2 separate regions of the Ostrinia nubilalis genome follow, and region 2 is linked to region 1. Evidence: chromatin contacts called from public Hi-C data. All regions are on one chromosome and are shown on one strand. Each heading gives the region's core, a stretch centred on a gene start, on an enhancer-like site or on the middle of the called end of the contact. The rest is flanking DNA. Distances are from core to core; before and after follow the strand shown.

Region 1 (4,716 bases), core at 1,259-3,758:
AGTAACAAAGCATCTAGGATGCATAGCAGTTGCCATTGCAATAGATTTATAGTTCAAGATGAACAAAACGAAATTACAAAATGTGGCACAGATTTTGCAAAAGCTGTGTACCATTTTGCAATTTGCAATAAGAATGTCAAGTGTTGCCGAATATGAATTCTTTTAATATTATCATCATGTATTATAATAAGTGTCGATTGATGTGGACAAAATTGTGTTCGTAATCAATATTGTCCACAGAAATTGTAATATTATACGTATAATCGTAACATAGGTAGGGTATAGTAAGCTGATTTTAATGTACGTAATTATTTCATTCTTGAATTAATATTGGTATTATCGTGGATCAGTGTCGTGACACGTCTCAGGTGCGCACGCTGTCGCGGTTTATCAATGTAAATAAAGAAAAAAATCACAATGCAATAGCCCAAAAATTCATTATAATTTCGTCGTGACATTTGGTTAAGGATGGGAGTTATTATTGAACTTTTAGTTGGTGTATGTCTTTTTTTTTTATGAAATACAAAACTTTTCGGCAAGTGTTAACTTATTATTTGGAATGAAACGGCCAGTACCATCAAGACGCGAAGGTTACTTGATAAAGATTATGTTTTCTAGGAAACGTGAATCTCTAATTAGACTAAAACTACATTTTCGACTGAAAAAATTACGGTTTCGACAATGCAATAAAAAAATCAAAAGTGAACGGATCGCTATTTATGTAAAAAATGTCCTCATAAATTAATATATAAATAAATTTAATATAACAACAAAAGAAGTTCCTATGAATATTGTATAAATGGTATTGTTTTAAATTTAGGTCTTAGTAGAAGGAAAAATTTATGGACGTTTGGTATTTTTAAAGTTGTAATTAAAGAACCATCGTGTTAGGGAACTTAATTCGCAGTGGCGAGTTGTACAAACTAAAAAGCACGGATCGTGAATCCTAACATTAGATTTTTAGATCAAAAGTTACGTTTCCAAGAAAGTGTTCAAGCGGTATTTAGGCTTACATTTTTGTGCGGCATGTGTATAATGTAAAAAAAAATATTTGTAAAAAAAATATAATATTGACGTTGTATTTTCGAGATCGGAATTTAAATTTAAGATTTTTGAATATACGAAAAATACTCTGAATAGGTGTTAGTGTATTGGCATGCCACACGAAAAAGTAAGTGCAATCGTAATTTCTGTGATCATCGAAAAAGGAATAGTTATAAATCAGATCGTGTCTGTGAGTTGACAGAGGTTACTTTTAAGTTTTCGATGGATAAATTTTTTAATGTTGATAAAAATATGAAAAAAGAAAATTTTTTCTACATTTTATTTTACGACAAAAATTCCGTAGTTAAGCTGTGTACATTTAATACTAATGCCTAATTAACAGTAATGCGATGACATAGCTCACCGCGCCATGGCGAATATGAAGAAAACTGCCCCGCTATTTCCATTTAAGCATTTTTCTTCAGATTTGCGTCTTAGTATCAATAGAACTGGATTCAGTTAAGTCGATACACAAGTGTGTGATTTTTACCATCTCCACATACCACATTTTCCATAGAAATGCGCTGTTAGTTTTATTTTTACTGTGAAATGGATATGACGCTTACAATTAATGTTGTAGTTTAATTGGCTATTATAATAATTAAAGTTAAATAATTTTGTTGATGATTTTGTGTTGATAGAAAAATTGGTTAAATATTCTCAAGATAATTTTTATTGTTGCTCGCTCGGTAACAGTTAAACCGCAATTCACGAGTAAACGAATGAAGGTATTTATGTAAAATACCTATTACTAATTGCAACAACATCCAGCAATTACATTACATTTTTTATTTGTATGTTAAGGAAACGCTGTGAATTGTGTGTGTTATGTACACACGTTTTGCAATTTTCCAATTTATGTGTACAAAAATTGCAAAGTTGCAAAACGTGATTAATAAAATAGTACACGATTCACAGCGTTTTTTGTTGAGTTTGTTAAAATGACTTGCTGTTGATTTACATTAAACATCCTCATTGTCTGTTAAAGCTTTTGTTTTGAAGCTTTGTCGTTTACGTTGTTTGTATTTCAGCTTGTTTTACAATATATAGTTAAATATACACAATTATTACACGTAATTTAAGAGTAGACAGGATAGCCAGGTTTTCAATTATACCACACAGTAGTTATTAACGTATATTATTGTAAGTTAGCATAATTAATGTAATGTAATTCAACGGGACTAATTTATAAAATGTAACCATTTTCAGATAACACATTTTTATAAATTTGTCTTTGTGTGACGTATATTAGGCACAGCATTATGTCCTTGATATATGTTACGGAAGTAGTAAACAACGAAATAAAAAAAACACATAAATACAAAAAAAAACCGTGTACTTATTCGTACTTAATGTCATAGATAATCAGATCTATTATTATTGGTGTTTTATGGGAATATTTGTATCCCTACGGTAGATGTTGTATCCATTTCGAAGTGAAAATACCTTTACTTTGAAGACGCTAGGTGGCGCTTTACCTAGCTAGACTGTATAAAGACGCTCCGCGCAATTTTGATAATTAGGAGTGAAAATAATAATCTAAATCAAAGTTACTATACACCATTTTAATTGTAAGGACATGGACCTCTAATCAGTGAATTCGATTCGTAAACAATAAGGCTGCAGTGAGTGTTATTAGCAAATAAATTCTCCAAAAAGTGAGTTATCGACTTGAAGTGACAATCTGTGTTGGTGTATGTGAAACAATTTTGATTGTGTATACCCGACACAAATACCACTTGCGTCCACAGTAGTGTCAAGTACGACTGTTTAGTTCGTTGGTGACTCACAAGAGACTTTGACGCAACGGCTAACACGGCCGGTCTAACCCAGCATACCACGGTTCGAGTCTCACTTGGAACTTTTTTTTTGCCTTTTTTTTTTTTTTGTTTATTTTTTGTTTTAGTCTGCTTTTTTCTTCACTAAGACAATGTCGCTTGAAAATAGAAAAATCTGTGGTGGCTGTTTCGAGCCGATTGAAGATAGTCGAAGATGGCTAGCGTGCCACCTCTGCAAGGAGTTCTTCGACCTGAAGTGCGCCGGGGTTACCGAAAGGCGCTTCCACGGCACGCTGGTTGGTGAGCGCAGGAATGCGTGGAGGTGCGTCACATGCGTCAGTAGGCAGCCCAAGAGGGACAACACTGAGACGCCCGTCCGCGCTGCTGCGGACGGCGTTATGGTGCGGAGGGGGGCCGCCACCATGAGCCCCACTTGTCTCGACGCCTCAATGCTAGAGCAGGCCAGTCAGGAGAATCCGAACGCTACTGCACTGAATATTACTATGGAAGTGACGGATGTGCAGGCGCTCTTCTTGGAGATCAGGCAACTTCGCGAGGAGATGCGCGACGAGTTCAGATCCGTTCGGGCCCAGATCGACACACTGATCGGCAGAGTCTCACTGTGCGAGCACAGAGTCGACGCTCACGACGAACGCCTGGGTGACATCGAGCGAAGACTCGAGGCCGTGGAGTCCCGTCAGGCGTCGATCAGCTCGGCGCCCGGGTCGGAGACACTCACGCAGATGGAGCGGACGATATCGGAGCTCAAGCTGGAACTCAACGAGCGGGACCAGGAGGCGCTCGTCGCCGACTTGGAGATCGGCCACCTCCCGGAGGAGAAGGGGGAGAACGTCCTCCACAGCGTCGCCGTGCTCGCCGGGCGCCTGGGCGTGGCGCTGGACGAGCGGGACGTGGTGTTCGCGGAGCGCGTGGGCGCGCCGCCGGCCGAGGCGGGCGGGCGCGCGCGCCGCGTGGTGGTGCGGCTGACGCGCCGCCACCTGCGCGACGAGCTGCTGCGCGCCGCTCGCGTGCGCCGCGGGCTGGCCGGCGAGGGCGGCGCGCGTGTGTTCATCAACGAGCGCCTGACGCGCTCCAACCGTCAGCTATTCCACCGGGTGCGCGAGGAATGCCGCAGGTTGCAGTGGAGGTACTCTTGGACAAGGCGTGGGCGCATATTCGCTCGCAAGAGCGACGGTGCGCAAGTGTTTCAACTCCGGTCGCTAGGAGATCTTGAGCGGGTGTTTGGTTCATCGTCAATATGACTAATTGAGACCTGCAATTATAACAAATTATTTGACATATGTGCGAGAATGATAAATTCAACTGATTTAATTTTCAAAAATATACTATTACCTGTATTTGTTTCTCTTGTAATTGATGTTATGGTTATTAATATAATATATGTTTTGTATCAATTCCAAATGCATTGGTGTGCCATAGAAACAGTCGTGATGGATGGAATTAATTGTAATCGTTTGTATAAATTATTTATTTTAAACCATAGTTCTTTAAATATATTAATGCATGTACACAGGAGTGGAATTTTGTGCCAATTGATAATTCAATTTGTTCATAAACTTATTATTATACATTTAATTATTGACTCATATAATGGTCGTATTTTTTTGCATGACATAATTCAATCTTATTACATTTCTCGTGTTTATCTAGTTCGTATCTTGGATTATATAATTATTGACATATCTCTTAACCTTATTTTCTACATTAATTCCTGTTCGTTTTATTTGTTTATATTTACAGTTATCACGATTATTAATGACATTTTGATATCCCGATATTGGTGTTTGTATACATATCCCAAATTACAGGCCTTAAGCTAAAGAATCTGTTGATAGGGTTATATAATGCAGGGTCTCTCTGCACAGGGCATGAT
Region 2 (4,716 bases), core at 1,278-3,777, 240 kb before region 1:
AATTATTACAGGAAAAACTTAAATATTACACTCACATTAATAAAGAATAATAAGTCTTTTGATGTTAAAGTTTTTCAAGTACTAACAGATTCTAAATAATAAGTTAGTTCCTCCCTTACTTCTGTTTGTTTTTAATTTGTATTTTATGCAGTTCCAATCCGCATTTTGATTGTGTTTCTGCAATATATTTAGACGGCTATGAATATGTTTACTAGTCATAACTTAATAAGAGTTTGAGATTACTATTAACTAGCTGTTGCCCACGACTCCGCCTGCGTAGACTACTATTTCTGTAACCTACAGGATCTGTGCATTTTTCCAGGATAAAAAGAAGCCTATATGTTATTCGAGACTATATAATCTATCTGTTTTAGCAATTTATTTGTTTATAAGAATTGAACTGTGATTTTTAGTAAGTAAGTTTAATAATTGTACTTAAATTAGTGATATAAAGTAAATACACATATGCCTAGTCACAAACATTCGCCTTTATAATAATAGTGTAAATTATGGTTATTTTGTTTTAAATGTAGAAGGTTGATAACCTCCGAATAGAAACGTTTATACTTAAGCAATTTCTTTGTTTTAAAGAATTGAACTGTGATTTTTAATAAGTAAGTTTGTTGAAACTAATTGTACTTAAATTAGTGATATAAAGTAATTTGTTTTGAATTTTTGCAGAATAATTGCTTTTTTAAAGAGAACTACAGGTTTTGTTTTTGTGATAGTAACAAATTGGACTGAAAATTGAAATACAGGTATTTTTCAATCAAATATTCTTTTTATTTTCATTAAGATGCCAGGAACAGTATCTGAAAAATTAAAATACAACATTTTCATGAACTCAAATGACATTACATAAAAGTAAATCGTTGGAATTTATCAAAATGTATTTTAGTACCATTCAAAAATGTTGATTTATAAAATTTTGTAGTATCAACTGCGACCTACGCCTCAACAATGAAGGTCGGTTGTCGTGAACACTGTTCTCCGTCGAAAGTTGCGGAGTTACAGGGACCTGCTCCATATGTTGTTCTGAAAAATATTATGAATTTGTCAACATTTTGTCATAAAGATTTGTATTCCTTATGTACAGTCAAATTGATAACATTTACCTAACAATGTGTCATTCATATCAATGGCTATATTATGTAATACAGCCAATGCTATGATCACAGCTTTTCCATTTTGGAGGCTTACTGGTAAGCCATGGAGTAGGCATTGGAACCGCTGCTTCCACACCCCAAAACACCTTTCAACAGTGTTCCTAGTTGAGATGTGAGCATTATTGTATGCTTCTTCTTCTGGACGACTAGGCCTTAAAATAGGTGTAAATAGATATGGCAGAAGAGGGTAGCCCGAATCGCCAATAAGGCGTCCTCTAAACTGCCTATCCTCAAATCGTTGTTTTATATTGCTCTCCATAAAAATTCGACTGTCATGTGTACTGCCTCGCCATCTAGCCACTATATCCATTATTTTGAGGTCAGCATCACAGACAACCTAAAATAAAAAAAACAGTATCCTGTAGGTAATCCATCCAATAATATAGTGTTGAATGTTGCTAAAATTTAGATCATACAAAGTAAAAATTATAGACATTATTAAAACAAATCTTTCTCTGTTGTAAACTGTATAAAATCAAAATATATTTTACCTGAACATTCAGGGAATAATAGCCTTTTCTATTAATATAGTACTGGGCCATGTCACCTCCGGTTTTTTTAATTTTAATGTGGGTGCAATCTATGGCTCCTATCACCCCAGGAAAATTTTTAATTGCTCTAAATTTGGCACTAATTCTTTCCTGCTCTCCTATAGTGATAGGCATTTTGATGAAGGAATTTGCCTTATTCGCGATTGCATGCGCGACTCTGGCGCATATCCGGCTCACTGTCGGCTGACTTAGGCCATGGAGGTCACCAGCATCATCTTGTACCTGAAAATGTATGAAAATAATTATAGCAGCCACGACAAAGGGATAAAATAAAACACTTTTTTGTGCTTACCTCACGACGTCCCCAACATCTTATGGCCACTAAAACTTGCAGTTCAGGACACGTGCCACCACCTCTAGCGCTCTGAACCAGATCATCTTCCACCAAATCTATGATGGTGCGCACTGTGTCCTTATTGAACCTATATTTTATTTTAAAATTTAGGTCCCGCAAATCGAATGGGTTGCTTCGTTGGCGGTAGAGCTTTCTACGTCGCGCTGGGTCGGCATTATTGGCTAAATGCACAATTGCATTTATAGCATTCATTTTCACAAGCAAGGATCACAGCAAGGATATTTTGAATAAATAAACCAACGAAGTGACATTCATATGAAATGACATTTATAAAAGTTAGGTTAAAATAGGTTTATTAGAGCTTTAAACAAGGCCCGAGCTCTCGATAACTTATCACACAGTTATAAGAGGATTTTAGCGCTAAATGACGATTATGAATAACAATTTTTATCAAACGTTTTATAAACCTCTAATAAGCATTTGATAAAATGTGAAAAATGATTATGAATAAGACCGTAAGTGAAAAAACCAAAGAATATCAATTTTTGAGTTCATTTCCAAGAAGATTTTTGTATAGTGTAATAATTAATATTATTTTTTCTTCGACACAATCAAATTGCTTTTTTTTAGAATAGGTAGGTAACCATTTAAAAAGTACAAATTATAATATAGTTAAATTTTATAAATAATTGAGTCTACAAATAAATGAAAAACTTGCATCTTAGGCAAACATTGCCGATTATGTCTTTTAGTATTCACTGATCATACTTTAAATTGCATGATACAATTTTAATTAATTATTAATGACGTGGCAATTTTTTTTTAAAATGAATATTCTATGGAATAAAATTTAATACGCTTTGTAGATCTACTCGGCAACAGATGGCGCTACAACAAACCTTAGTTCATCTTCAATCCGCGTTCACATCGTAGCGCTGTGATCGCCGCCACTAGTTCCGGAAAAGTCCGCCGCTCAACGTAGCGCTGTCGTCACAACAAGAGCATTTCAAAAGTCTGACCTAAATCCAATAACAGGCTCTCATTTACAAAAACAAAAGAGGAAAAAACATTCACCCTCCAACCCATCTCACTTACAAGCCAATGAAGCGAGCAAATAAGCGAAAAATCCGCTCCAATGTGGAAAAAAAAGATAAATTGAAAAAAAGGGCCCGCACAGAAAGTAAAAAAATCCGTCAATGAGGATCTGCCGTGCGTGCGTAATCGCAAAAGGTCGAAAAAACGCGGCGAGGGAGTCGGGTTCCGTCGTTTTTTACTATTTTCTTACTTGTTGCGTTGTTTCATTGACTTAATGGACATGAGCTTGGGGGATGGAAAAACTTTTATTACTTTTTGTTCACCTATTGAGAAGACTGATGTTTATCTTACTTTAAAAAATTAGACATTGTTAAGAACAGTTTTAAAGAAGTTAGTTTTTTACTCCTAAAAACTACGGGGGGGTTTAATTATAACTTATTGACGTGGAATTTTGTCTGTCACAGAAAAACTTTATCGCGCGCGTTGTGTTTCAAAAACCGGGATAAATACTATCCTATGTCCTTTCCCGGGACTACTCTATGCTAAATTTCATCAAGATAGGTTCAGTGGTTTAGGTGTGAAAGCAAGATAGACAGAGTTACTTTCGCATTCATAATATTGTTTATGTAATAAGTATAGATATTAAACAGTAAAATCTATCGGCTTACTTTTACGAGTGTAATGCATGTCAGAAAACTGACAAGTTTTTTTTAGATTAAAATAAAAAAAATAGTAAAATCTGTCTTCATAACCTTATTACAATTTATTATTTACTCATAAATGTATAAGTACTTATGTTATTATTATTTTAACGAGACAAATAACACCTAAAATCAAAATAAATAAAACAAAACATTTTCCGATGGAACCCTGCTACTGAAAATGCGACTAGCGGGAAATTAAAAGCTCAATTCAATATTGCGAGCTTTTATAAAAAACGCGATACCGACGCGAGCCTGTCACGAGGGATTAGGTTCGACTCTCGGTGTCTGTTTTTTTAGTAAGTACACATAGCATTTTAATTGTGATTTTGATGACAATCGAGTTATACTGTTCAATGGGAGATATTGAATTTTTTATTATTGAAAAAATATAAGTACGTAGAAAGTGTCCTTTAGGAGTTTTATGAAGACGATTGATTTTGTGTAATAAAGTAGTGTTTTTAAAATACAGGGTGAAATTGTATTTTTTTAATAAGCTCTGTAGAAAAATATACTTTATCGTACCTAATTATTTTTAACGAGTGTAATAGGTATTTTAAGCATCATAGTTAATTAAACGACGCACCTTCTTACAAGGGATTTGTGTGATTTAAACGAGTTTATCGATTTACTTGATTAATAAAATGTTTATGTTTGTCTCAAATCATACTGTCTCAACTTAAAGTGAAAATTAATTATGAGTTATTAAAAAAAAAACGTGAGAATTTTATTGCTAAAGTAATAAACGTCTGTCTACAGCGCCATCTAGCTGTGTAGTATCGTACTATTTAGTTAAACTACTCCCCACTAGATAGCAGTGCTACATTTCATTTCTTGTTTGCAAAATGGTTGTATATGCAAAATAAAAATATTTGTTTAGATTAAAAATAATGATTTTAATAGTTATATAATAATACGAGGAAATAAAAAAATATAATAAACTAAAACAATTCTGATTGAGATTCAGT

The links. Hi-C and Micro-C count contacts between places; a contact is called where the count stands out from the background.
Region 2: a contact with region 1 is called in a Hi-C map of whole larva, with 6 times the contacts expected there. The contact joins the promoter of LOC135084211 here to the promoter of LOC135084069 in region 1. A contact is called at or near these places in 2 of 5 Hi-C or Micro-C datasets (whole body and whole larva).

Annotation. Positions count from the first base shown.
Region 1 is chr25:2,899,558-2,904,273 of ilOstNubi1.1, reverse strand. It overlaps LOC135084069, which reads left to right and starts at 2,508. Exons shown (of 2, transcript XM_063978809.1): 1 at 2,508-2,702; 2 at 2,951-4,084. The coding sequence starts at 2,975. The coding sequence ends at 4,084.
Region 2 is chr25:3,143,936-3,148,651 of ilOstNubi1.1, reverse strand. It overlaps LOC135084211 (putative nuclease HARBI1), which reads right to left and starts at 2,527. Exons shown (of 5, transcript XM_063978945.1): 1 at 2,010-2,527; 2 at 1,658-1,939; 3 at 1,116-1,503; 4 at 902-1,035; 5 at 742-812. The coding sequence starts at 2,264. The coding sequence ends at 905.